2 separate regions of the Mus musculus genome follow, and region 2 is linked to region 1. Evidence: chromatin contacts called from public promoter capture Hi-C data. All regions are on one chromosome and are shown on one strand. The core of a region is the stretch at or near the end of the contact, and the rest is flanking DNA. Distances in the headings are between cores, read along the strand shown. Region 1 holds the start of Dnajc10 (DnaJ heat shock protein family (Hsp40) member C10). Region 2 holds the start of Ttc17 (tetratricopeptide repeat domain 17).

Region 1 (6,435 bases), core at 2,139-4,638:
TCTAATTATCTGAGCATGTCACCCTAAAATTCACCATATGGACCATACTGTTTCTACCGCTCATTTATCATTTATTTTTTGCCCTGTGAATGTGAGCTTTGCCCAGCCTCAAACAGTAGCTTTTGGAACAAAAGACTTCTCTTCCTCTTCATACAAACCAAATATTGATTCTTCATTCCACCCTAATGCATGTGTTGAATACATGCCAAGTTCTCTTCTAATGAGGCATTGGGGGAAGAAATAAAACCCAACTTCTTATCTCAAAGAATCAGTACTGTAGACCAGCCAATAAGATGTTCTTGCAATAGGTTGCGATTAGTATAACAATAAAAGATAATGTCAAATACACTTTATTTCTTTCTACTGTATACTTTCTATTGTACACAAAAAATGTCTACAGAAGAAACATACTGAATCTTGAGTGATACTTAGTTCCCCAGATGGAACTAAAAATTAAAAGGAAGTATCCCTCTTGTGAAGAAAGTGTCATTGTGAAATTGTAGCCTAACCCAGGTTAGACCTGAATGGATTGAGTAGAACATCTGTCAAGGGAGTCAATCAGAATGTAGTAGGGATTCCAAGCTGGTTATAAGAAGGGAGGGCCAAAAAGAGTAGTGGGAAATGTGTAACATGGAGAAGCAAATGAGTAGAGATCTCAAGAACAAGGGAAAACATGCTTTCACCATCAGCAAAAAAAGGCTACAGATTTGCAAAGGGAAAAATTATATAGAATGAATACATTCTGTATCACATAGAAATGCATTGAGCATTGGAAGTATTGGTGTAACATGATAATTTTATGCACACAAACATGAATATTTGTGTATATGAACATATGGCCTCTAATAGTTTTGTAAACATAACCATGAATATATGTGTGTGAACATATGGTCACTGCCTCTCCACTAAGAAGCAATGAGTGCTACAGTACTAAGGAGCAAGCCTTAGATCTTGTAATCAAATATCATCTTCAAAGTAATCAAGACTTCTTGGAGAAACAGCTCCTGTCAGTACCAAAGCAGGAAGAGCCCAGAATGACCCTAGAAAATCCTACTGTGTACAAAAGCATCTAAGCTTAGAGAATGGTAAGATTGGCAAGATGGCACAAAAAAAATTTTTTAAGAGTTTCAACTGGCCAGATATAAAACTACTTAAATTTCTAAGTAAAAGAGAGTAACAGGTTTGATCAATTTTATAAAACAGGAATCTATGAATCCACAAAAATACAATAAATAAATCGAAAGCTTAACAAGAAGAATTTATTTCTCCAAGTAGCTCCCTACAAAGGACATCTTATTAAAAGTAAAATGTAACTTACATGGAAAAAAATCACAAAAATCCTCCTATTCAAGTTATTTACCACTACCAACAATGGGAGAAACAAAAATTTGAGACCATCAGATAAGACAGTGAGAATACAATGCCATTTGTTACATGTCTGTCAAATGAACACAACTAAATCAAATCATGAAGAATCCTCAGTCACATAAAAATAGGATCTATCTATAGTATCTATAACACAACTGGCCTGAATTCTATACAAGTTTAAGACCTTGAAATCTGGGAAAACTGGATAAACATTTCTCATTAAGGAAGTCTAAAACACGATTGTGCTAAACAGAAAAAAAGAAAAATAGCTCCTTACTAGATCCTCATACTGGGAAGTCTTACTGATAATTGGAAAAACCGGAATCTGACATTTGTGGACTAGACACTGATAATGTGTTCACAGAAACTTCCCATATTCGAAGGTTGTACTTTTAAAAGAAAGCATCCCATCTGTGAAAAAAACACACACTAGTTTTGGGGGGTGGGGGGGGTCATGGGAGAAGTCAACTTACTCCCAAACTTTTGAGAAAAACAATTTTTTTGTACTACAACATTTAATTCCTTGTAACTTTAAGATCATTTCAAATTAAGCAAAGTCATCCTTACATAAAACATTTCATCACTTAAAACTCTTCTTCAGCTTCCCATTGAAAAGGGGGAGGACTTTTAAGTTTATTTTTAAAGATTTGTTTATTTTTATGCACATTGGTGTTCTGCCTACATGTCTGTGCAAGAGTGCCAGAGCCTCTGGAACTGCTGTTACAGATAGTTGTGGGCTGCCATGTGGGTGTTGGGAATTGAACTCTGTCTTCTGGAAGAGCAGCCAGTAATCTTAACCACTGAGCCATAAAACCTCTTAAAATGAGCTGAAAGCTGTTGGATGGTCGTTTCTACCTTTTGGTCTTACTGTGATCTGTGTTTCATATTTTTTCCTTCCTAATTACAGATATATTTGAATAACTAACAGGCTAATGTGTCCCTCTATCATCCAATTTATTAGGAGCAGAAAGTCTTTGCTCTTGTTACCCACCAGTACATATCCCAGAGAAGAGAAAATGTTTTACACACTGCTTTAAATTACTTGTGGCATGCTGCCTGTGTGTCTGTGTTTTCTCTGCTTTTCCTTTCCTAAGCATCTCCTTTGAATCCTCCCTTCAGGAGTTGCAAACTATGTAAGATGCAACTCCAGTCCTTTACAATAAAGCTTTAAGAAGCTTCCTTACCATCTAAAAATATAAGTTGAAATGTATTCACTATGGTAACAAAAACCTATTAGTTTCCACTTGATTCTTCAGTTCTCTGTTTTGCTTTTAGATTTTTTTCTAAGGAGTTTTGGATCACCGTGGCATAATGAACTAGGTTGTTTAAGTGTTAATCTTATTTTCCTCAATTTTTAGTTACCCATTTATTTTCCATTTTGACATGTGTATGATAATCAGCTGTATCTCCCGAGAATATTTTAGGGCTGAGTTAACGCGTGTGTACTTCGGCCAGTTCCTGGTACAGGTTAACAGCTGCTACTTCAGGCTCTTTCTGATATTTCTGCCTTTGTTCGTTATACTTCCGCTTCTTTCCTACAATATGTTGGTTTAGCAACAGGTCCTACAGCCATAAAATTATTAACTGACATCTGGTTAACTACCCAAAGACTCACTATCAATTTCTACTTATTTCAAATCACTACCACCAGCTTCCATCACTTCCTCTTTCAGGGACTTTAATGTGTCTACTTCAACGGTCAAAGTGTCATGACTCAAACACTGCAGTTTCTGTAACAAATCCAGTAAAGGAGAGGATCAGAAGGCAGATTCACAAATCCAGAAATCCTGTAGAACGCTTCATATTTGTTGATACATAAAAGTTGTAAACAATTTTATTTCTAGAAAACTTTAATTATTCTGTCCGGTCCCTGGCAACGGGGTCAATTCAGACAAGTTCTCCACTTTCTGCCAAATCTGCCCTTTCAAGGATACCCACCCTTTAACCAAACCTCCAGAGAGCCGGATCTCTCCACCCGGGTTTTCCCGTCGCCCTGGCAACGGGACCGGAAAAGGCGGGCTTCACACCCTTCCTTCCGCCAGCGGTTGACTACGGCCGCAAGATGCCTGTGGGCCGCGCTGCGGGATGCTTCCCTATCTCTGGCTAGGAGCGGGACCCGCAGCCACCGCCGCAGCCACACAGAAGGCCACGTCAGCCTCGGCGGTCCCACCCGTCCCTCCCTGCTGGCCACCCGTCGGCCTTCGCCCACGCCTTTCCCACAATGCCCCGCGCCAGGCCCCGCCCCGCCGGCGCGACGGGAGCGGCAGAATTGCTGCTGCGCGCGTTCGCAGGCAGCGTCCGGTCCTGCCGGGTCCGGAGCTCGGCGACCTGAGGATGGGGCAGTAGCTGAGGACGCCGAGGTGGGCGCGGGCCGGGCTCCACGCACTGCGGGGGCATCAGGGAGGGAGGACGCCAGACCCATCCCACCGCCTCGGTGCCCCCATTGCGCCGGGTTTTCACGGCCCCCTCCACCCCACCTCTGCGAGCCCCCTTCTGCTCGCACTTTCTAACTCGGGGTCTCTCTCCCTGGTCCGACCTGGGACCTCAAGGCGCACCCTTGCCAGCCCCGTACCCTCTGTCTTTCGCCTCTCCCCGATCCCGCTCTGGAGCGGTGGCAGCATCCCTCATTAACACTGCGTTTACCTGCAGCCTCACTGGCCCCAGGCTGTTCAGTTATTCCCAGGCTTTGCCTGAACCCACCCTAAGCCGAGGGACACCTTATCCCAAAGTCGCCTTTGTTGAGATTTGTTCTTCATTTGTTTTCCTTCCTGATGGTTGTCAGTCTGGGTATTTCTGTTTTACTGTCAGTATATTTTACAAAGGGCTATTAGGGGAGGCGGGTGAAAAAAGGGAGTTAGACGTGAGGTGAGGCCTGTTCCCAGGTAAGGAGAAATACTTAGAAACATATCCGGACTTAAGGGAAGAGAGCTGAAACTGAGGAGGTTAGGGAAGTTAGATCTTTTTTTTTTCCCCCAAAGCATTTGAAGATATTAAAGAGGACTAGTTTAGCTGTAAGGTTAAATGTTAGGGTTTTACCCTCAAGCAATGCCTGGTGCTCTTTGTTTTCCTAGTTTTTACTCCAGACAGGAGCTTTACAGTGAAATTGCATTGATTTGCAATTATTATAAAATATCTTCTCTTGGTGCTAACACTTTAGAGAACTTGTGTGGCCTGCTTTTTTAAGTTATCTATTTTTATACTGATGTTCTTAAACGGTTATGTAAAAAAGTACAACCCTCTTGGAAAAGCTTCATGCTTCCTTGTTTTTCCCTCGAAGGCATTCTCTACAAATGAGATTAGATTTAAAAAAGGAACTTGATAAGCTTTCCAGGCGTGGAAGGAGCTGAAAGGGAGGAGGTATTAGAAAGGGCAGCGTGCTGGGAGAGAAAAGAAATACTGCTGAGTCTTATCCTGGTAGCATCATATTGACCAGAGCCTTTGTGTCTCTGTCCCTGTCTCTCTCAGTATCTCTGTCTCTGTCCCTCCCTCCCTCCCCCATCTCTCTCTCTCTCTCTCTCTCTCTCTCTCTCTCTCTCTTTCTCTCGCATATGTGTGCCTGTGTTTTTCTTGAAAGCTAGCTAGCTACTACTACTCATTACCTTTTTCCTGCTATCAGTGATTTTACAAACATGCCTACCTGAATACAGGGGCAAGGGAGGGTCCTGGAGAATAGGGGTTCAAAGCTATTCACAGGGATGTGACCTTCAGTGTGGAAACTGTATTACTGGCTGTGTCGCTTGACAAATCATGCTATAAATGTTAAGTCTGAAAAGTATTTTAACTGCCTGGTTTGCTCTCTTTAGGTTAACATTTCTGAGCTGTGTTCCCGAGATGCTTGATTGACCCTTGAAGTTATGTGGACAGAGATTCTCACGTGTGTCTATTTTAACCACCGGACCCAGCATTGTATCTTAATGTTCACATAAGTCAGAACTTTCATAAGAAAGAGAATGGGAGTCTGGTTAAACAAAGATGACTTTATCAGAGACTTGAAGAGGATCAGTCTCTGTCTTCTGATACTGTACGTGGTCGTTGTGGTGGGCACAGATCAGAATTTTTACAGTTTACTTGGAGTGTCGAAAACTGCAAGCAGTAGAGAAATAAGACAAGCCTTTAAGAAATTAGCACTGAAGTTACATCCTGATAAAAACCCGGTAGGCAAACTTTCTCTTTTAAATATCGGGATATTTATACTGATGTGCTTAAACGGTTATGTAAAAAAGTACAACCCTCTGGGAAAAGCGGGTTTTCACTCTTTTTAAATCAGTGAAATGCTTAAGCATACTGTCGGAAATTGTAATTTGGGAACTGTAGATGTAATTCAGAAGTAGCGCCCTTACACAGCAGGCACACGACTCAGGGGTTCGATCCCCACCACCTGAAACCCAGTTCATCTGTTAAAGTAAAACCAGGAGAAGCCAAGTACAATGATTTTGTTGGCATCAGATACATAGTTACCTCTTCTCTGTAAACTGATTTACAGCAGAAGTAGAGACACTAACCCCCAAGTCTTGTCTGTGAAGTGGTGTTCACACTCAAGTGGGTGATGAACCCATAGAGACAAATCTGCCCTCAGAATTCAAGTGTCCTGCAGATGTGACAGCAGTCACTAGTCACAGCGTGCTCTAACTTTCTCTCTTGTTCCATGCCCGGCTCCAGCTTCCGACTTAAAAACTTATAAATGAAACCTTGACAGCTCCAAAGGGATTTCCAGTTGTAACTATTTGATTGTCTACCCAAGAATCTTTAAAAACAGATTGATTTTGAATGTTATGGTTTTTTAAAATTTAAAGTTTTTTTTTTCATTAATTTTTAGCTTATCATATGAGAGGACATGATGGAGATAATTTCTGAAGTAGAAATTTATAAATGAAATTATTTTGTTCAATTACATAATAACTACATTATAAACTCTTAGTTAATTATCTTTCCCACAGATCTGTATTATATTTAAATATTTGTTCTTGTTGTTTTACAAGTTTTTGTCTTAAAATTTCCAAGTGTGATTTCCAGAAGCCGAATCTGTGAAACAGTGAAGAAGTTACATTTTTCAGTCCAGTTTGGAAT
Region 2 (6,435 bases), core at 2,222-4,721, about 14 Mb after region 1:
AGCTAAATGAACCTTTCCCTCTTAAGGTGTCTTTGTCAGGGTATCTTAGCACAGCAACAGGAAAGAAAATGAAGACAGATGGTCTTTCTGATTTCCTGGTATGGGGAGAGTGGAGGTAATGAATTATAAAGAGGTATTCCAGAACCGAAAGCTGAGAAAAAGCTCGCAATTGTAGACAGCCTTTTTCTTAACCTTTCTCTGTCTATGGTGGGAAAGAAACATAGAAAATGTTTTCTTTCTTCCCACTCCGGCTCCAGGACTCCCTAGACAGCATTCTTGGGAATTCAGTGGTAGGAGGGATGTTTCTTAGCTGAGGCAGGAGCCATGGAAAGAAACTCTGATTTTCCAAGGCATGCACTGGACACCTGCTGTTGCCAGCAGCAACTCCAGCTTTGAATGCAAAGAAGCTGCCTGCAGGAATAGAGATCAGTCTGAAAGAAGCCCCTGCAGAACCCACCTAAGGTCAGAGGGTTTCTAAGTTTGCATATTCACAAGCCTGAAGTCTAGAACCAGTGTGACTACCTTTAGGGTCTGCTAAGGCTTGTGGTACAAAAACCCAACGAATATGCACTTGTCCTGGTAAAGATTCCATGCTGTACTTTCACTATAATAGTGGAAATGCCCCTATTTAAATGTGCACTTTGGGCAATTTTGATTTTTTTTTTTTCTCTGAAAGACAGTATCTCACTATGTAGCGCTGACTGGACTGGAAGTTGCTATGTAAGTAAGCCATGTTGGCTGGCTTCAAGCTCAGAGAGTCACCTGTTTCTGTCCCCTCAGTGCTGGGATTAAAGTTGTGTGTCACCACAGTTGTCTCTAATTCTCACTTTTAATTCATATAAGTATTTCCATATTTGCTGTGGAAAATGATGCAGTATGCTGTGGAAAATCATGACACATATAATTTTTAAAAGTTTTAGAATTCAAATGATTAGAAAGACATTTATCAGTCTAATGTTCTACTGAAGTTTGTCCACAGATCCTCCTTGCTGTTAGGGTATTTTAAAAATGGAACCATACTTCTTTTCTTAATCAAGTAACAGAACCAAGAACCAAGCAGCAGAAATTAAGATACTAATTCGATATTAGTCCAATCCTAACTATGGTTCCAAATTTACAAACAGAACTACGGTATCCACAAACTGACGTACTAATGAGTACCCTAATGTGACCACTGACTGCAATCTAAACAATGTTTATTAGATTTTGCCCAAATTCCATTTATTGCCAGGAAAGGACACAGGAGTTATGCAGTTACTGGAGTCCAACTCAAATGCTGCCCACCTTATCCAATTCCTATTTTATTCATTTGTACCTGTCTCCTCTTAGATTAACACCACCACTTTACTTCTAACACCCTTCCCCCGCCAGTTGTTACACATTGGCATCAACTTTATTTGTTATAGAGTAAAAGTTCATGGCTGCCAGAACCCAGTGCTGCAACTGTTAACGTGCAATGAAGAACTGGAAAAAGTCAATGGGAAGGGCTGTTATAAAAAAGGGTGTGCTTTCTTATCTTTAAGTCTAATTACTTACTGAAGAGAGAACTTGGCAGAGATTCAGAAGATCTGGCAAGGTACTAATACCCATATATTCCCCTCTAAGATGTAGATCCAATATGTAAAAGAAGGCATTTTTTTTTTTTAAAGAACAAAAACAAATCCGATCTTACCTTCCCACTGTAATATTCAACATATAAATGATCCATTTCCGTTAATTAACCTTCACTTTTCAGATGGATTTCTTTTCCGGCTGAGTGGCAGGCCACCAAAATGGGAAGGAGAAGTCAATGTCATCGAGTATAAATAGCTGTGGCCAGAAACAATATAGCGAAGGAGCCAATGGGAGAAGGGCTCCCCAAATTGCAGCATAAGTGACTGAATTCAATGCCTCCCTTCACGCGGACCTCAGCAAACCACCAACAGCAATCAAAAGATGAAAACAGGGATGGTGCAGGATTTCCAATCTTACGTTGGAAAGGCAGCCTTACTGTATTTTTCTAGGGGTTCTGACATTTTTAAACTCTCAGTTGGAGGCTAATGAAAATTAACTTGGATCTTGAACTTAATATCCATGAAAAAGAAATCCTTTAAATCGGGAGTTTGATATAAATACACTCGAGGAAAGAGTACACTGGAAACACAAAGTGTGGGCATTTTAAAAATTTTGTTTAGGTTTGCTGCATTGTGAAATGTCTCATCTTAAATATAAACCATGCGATGTGTTTCTACAGTTAATCAAAAGGATCAGTTTCTCTCTCTCGCCTTTGGTTAAAACATGAGTCAGTATGCTTAAATTGCAAGGGGTACACACTTCACTTTTTAAATGGCTCCTGGACATTTCCTGATTGTTGTCAAGCGCTGGAAGTCATTAAGTTTACAAGATTCTGTGGTGAAGCACGCGCGCGAGCACGCGCGCACACACACACACACACACACACACACACACACACGCACACACACACACACACACACACGCAGTCCTTAAAGCATCAGCAGTATGAAAGCAAATGCAGATGCAGGCATCAGAAAGTTATATAAGAAAAGCGGTCACTCCTCTGAGAAATCAGTTCAAGCATAGGTAATCTAGTAAACTGCAAATGCTGAGTGCCGGGCTGGGTCAAAGGAACTAGGAAGCAATGTAAAATACACCGGGAAATGAGGGCACTTAAGAACTGAATGATGCGGGCACCGCCACCAGAGGCATGCATCTTCTGGCATTCCTTCAGAAGGAGCAAGAATGGGTTGTCTTTAAAGAGCCCCTAATGACCTGGCTAACGGCACAGCCTCAAACCACCACATCGCGAAACAAATCCCATCAGTGGGAGACAAGGCTGGAGGAGGCGCATTAAAAGATCCATCCATTCACTAATGCCACCCTGGCTGTCACCGGCCTGGGACGCGCACACTCCCCGGCACTGCCACCTGCTTTCTACTTCCTCGGGGAGAGGTGGTGGCGCGCGGGTCCTGGTCCAGCGGCTCCAAAGGCAGAACTAATGATGAATCCGTGACTCCTAACCCGGGAGCTCAAGTCTCAGCTCCCCGGGGTCGGTTCCGGGACGGCGCGCGGCCCCAAGGTGGAAGGCTGAGAAGTTCCCCACGGCGGAGCCGGGGCGAGGGGACCAGAGGGGAGGGGGCGGCGCCAGGTCGGAGCGCAGGAAGCCTCGGCCCGTGGGCCGGGACCGTGGGAAGCCAAGCTGGGGGCGGGGCCGCGCGGAGCCACCCAGGGGCCCGGCTCCGGGATTCCCCCTGATCGGGCGCGGGCAGAGAGGGGGCACCCTGGCCGCTACCTGCTGTTGGATCTTCCCGTCCTCCGTGACGACCCAGTGCGTAGTGGCCAAGGCCCCTCGAGCCACCACGCTCAGCAAAGCGGAAAGGCTGAGAAGCCAACCCGGGCCGGAGCGAGGTAGCAGCTCGAACCGGCCGCGGACCCCTATTGCCGCCGCCATCTTGCCCCCCCGGCCGGGCTGCTCACACCGGAAGCGGAAGCGACTCCTTGCGGTCCGCCATCTTGGGGAGGTCGCCTCTGGAACTGGAGGAGGAGCCCGCGGAGTGCCTCGGAGACGATACCGGTCCCTTTACTCTCGGTCGGGGAAGCCGGTCCTGCCACACCTCAGGGCTGGAAACGGCTTTCTAGTTATCGTTTTTCTGGAGGCTATAAGATCCCCAAGCGTGGGAATCGGAGGGGAGATAATAAAACTAGGTGGAGCTTGAGCAGAAGTGAGAAGACGGTGAAGGTCTTTTTAAAAAGTAAGTATTGTTTCTGGTAGGGCAATAAAAGTTATACTTTTCAACTATCTGAGAGAGGCTTTTTTTTTTTTTTTTAATAAGTCTCGTAATGGAGTGTTAAGCGGCGCAGTCGTACTGTGTAATGCATGTCACACATCGAATTAAAAAAATAGCTCGTTATCAAATACAAAATATCAGCTCATTACAAGTTATGTATATGTGATCGGCATACTTTTTCTTCCGAAATTTAGAAAGCGATGTGTCCTTACAGACCACTTACATCCAGTGTGGCCAGATTTTTGGGTCTTACAGCAGCAGCACCACGTGTCTTGTGGACTTTGGTGGGCAGCTCTAGTCTAAGTTAAAGACCTAGGTGTAGAACCCAGATAGTGGCATCTCCGGGGAGGGGACTGTATTAAATATGTAAGCACTGCGGCTTCCCTTCCCCGAGGGTAGACTCAGCCATTATGAGTATGTTTTAAAGAAGTCTCAGGTGATTGATTTGCATATTGAAACTTAAGAGGCGCACTACCAACAGGTACAGTAGCTGTTAACCAGCTTAGGTTCCAGGCTCTGCCAATGTATGTTATTATAGGTATTTCAGGTCGGCCTACTAGTATGGTGGGCGTATCATCTTGTAACAAAGCTGTTATGCTTTTTTTTTTTTCTGTTGAGAAAAAAAAAAATTGTGCCCTGCCACCTACATAGATGTGTTGCAGGAAACAAATGTCTGCCTCATGTTATGGGAACAGAGACTGTGCTATGGCATTGTAATTCTTCTGAGAGCAGTTTGGTTTTGTTGATTTTGTTTGTTTTGTTTTTGAAATGAAGTCCCATTTGCAGCCTGAATTGCCTGGAATTTATTTAGCCCAGGCAGGCCTTTAAGTCCACCTGTGTCAACCACCTGATGCTGGATACAGGCATGAACCATCAGGCCCAGCTCACTAGGCAGCTTTTCTTAAAAGTACCCGTGTAATGAACATTCGTTTTATTAAAAAGGTATATCTTGGGGCTGGAGAGATGGCTTGGGGCTACAAAGATGGCTCAGGGCTGAAGAGCACTTCCTGCTCTTCCCTGGAAGCAGTGTTAGGCCACAACCACCTGTAGAACTCCAGCTCTAGGGGATCCTCCTTTATACATGTGGCATACAGTTCTCATACACAAACATATACACCCACGTACGTATGTGTACACACACATACACACACATATGTATATATTTGCCTGTAGAGACTGGGTGTAAAGGTCAGCTCAGGACCTTTGGGAAGGTTATGAAACACTTGCCCCTCCAGAAGGGAGAGGTTAATTAACATTTCTCAGACCACAGGGTGGAACCGACAGGATGGACTGTTGCCCACCTTCAGACAAGGGAAGTCCTTGTTACCTCATTCCCTAAAGACCAACCAGTTTAAAGGGTGCACTGTTTCGCCAATCATATTGTGCCTAGTTGCTGATGCTCTATTCTGCCTCCTGGAAACCTTATAAAAACTCACTGAACGGGTGCTGCTCCGCCTCTCCTTCGGGTCTGGGACGACCCCAGTGCACTGGAACAATAAATTCCTCTTGCTTTTTGCATTGATCCTGGCTCCACATGGTTTGCTCAGGGGATCCCCAGTAAGCTAAGTTCCTTGGACTCTTACATGGGCACAGAAATATGACCATTAAGAAGTAAGCTATGATGTTGACAAGTTAATTAAAATACAGATGAGAATGTAATAATAATGTGTAGAGAGAGCTACAACCAGGTGAAAAAGGCTTGGCACAAAGGAAAGTGTGGTTGGTAAAGGTGATGCTGGTGTCAAGTTGTAAGGGACTCTTATGTGTCGTATTGAGTTTAAATATAGACAGTAAGGACTGTAACCTGAGTTTTAAAGTAGAAACAAGTGATGGAATCCCTTTTTCTCAGCATCTTTTTAGGTGTAGCCATCTATTATTGTATACTATCTGTTTTTTTCTTTACAATGCTAAGGACTGAGCCTAGGGCCTTGCATATGGTAGTCAACCATATTACTAATGAGCTATGTATCTCTAGCCCATTATTTAATAATTGTTTATTATACCTAGCTGATTCCTGAACCCCAGAATGAATGGTTGTATAGAATCTCTAGTACATATTTCAGCTATCAGGAACATTTTTTGGGCATTTAAGTATTGGAAAGGAGTTGGATATCAACGTCTACAAACTCAATAGATTATCCACTTGTTTTTCCTAGTTCATAATTATTGTCCTTTGAGATGAGGTTTTGTTTCAAACCTTGAGAGCTCTCCATGTTTTTCTGTTGTGTAACTAATTGCTATAAACTTACTAGCTTTAAACCATTATTTCAGTTTCTATGGAACACAAATCTGGTTTGGCATAGTTGGTATCTTGCTGGATGTTGACTGGCTATTAATGCAAAACACCCACTTCATCCTACCATGTAGCCCTCTTAACATGAGAAGTACTTTTAAGGCTACCAAGAGAATGTCTCCATTGCTTAAAACTCTGACTTACTTCATTTCTAGGCTAGATTTAAAGAATTTCTATGCTAAGATTATCCAAGTGAACAATTTCCCTTAGGACTAGCATCAAATAAGCTTATATATGACTAATTACATTAGCAAAAATAACTTTGGTCAAATAACAGAATCTTAGGAGTGACGTAGCTACGTGTATCCTCCATAGTCTAGGTGGATCTTTTAAAATTACGGTATTAAAATATAAATA

Evidence for each region. Promoter capture Hi-C pulls out the DNA fragments that hold promoters and counts their contacts.
Region 2: a contact with region 1 is called in a promoter capture Hi-C map of pre-B cells, with 3 times the contacts expected there. The contact joins the promoter of Ttc17 here to the promoter of Dnajc10 in region 1. A contact is called at or near these places in 3 of 39 promoter capture datasets (the HPC-7 cell line, cranial neural crest and pre-B cells).

Annotation. Positions count from the first base shown.
Region 1 is chr2:80,312,078-80,318,512 of GRCm38.p6, forward strand. It overlaps Dnajc10 (DnaJ heat shock protein family (Hsp40) member C10), which reads left to right and starts at 3,389. Exons shown (of 23, transcript NM_024181.2): 1 at 3,389-3,728; 2 at 5,172-5,522. The coding sequence starts at 5,319.
Region 2 is chr2:94,403,218-94,409,652 of GRCm38.p6, forward strand. It overlaps Ttc17 (tetratricopeptide repeat domain 17), which reads right to left and starts at 3,472. Exons shown (of 25, transcript NM_183106.2): 1 at 3,290-3,472. The coding sequence starts at 3,448. 2810002D19Rik (RIKEN cDNA 2810002D19 gene) reads left to right here and starts at 3,490. Exons shown (of 2, transcript NR_027831.1): 1 at 3,490-3,749.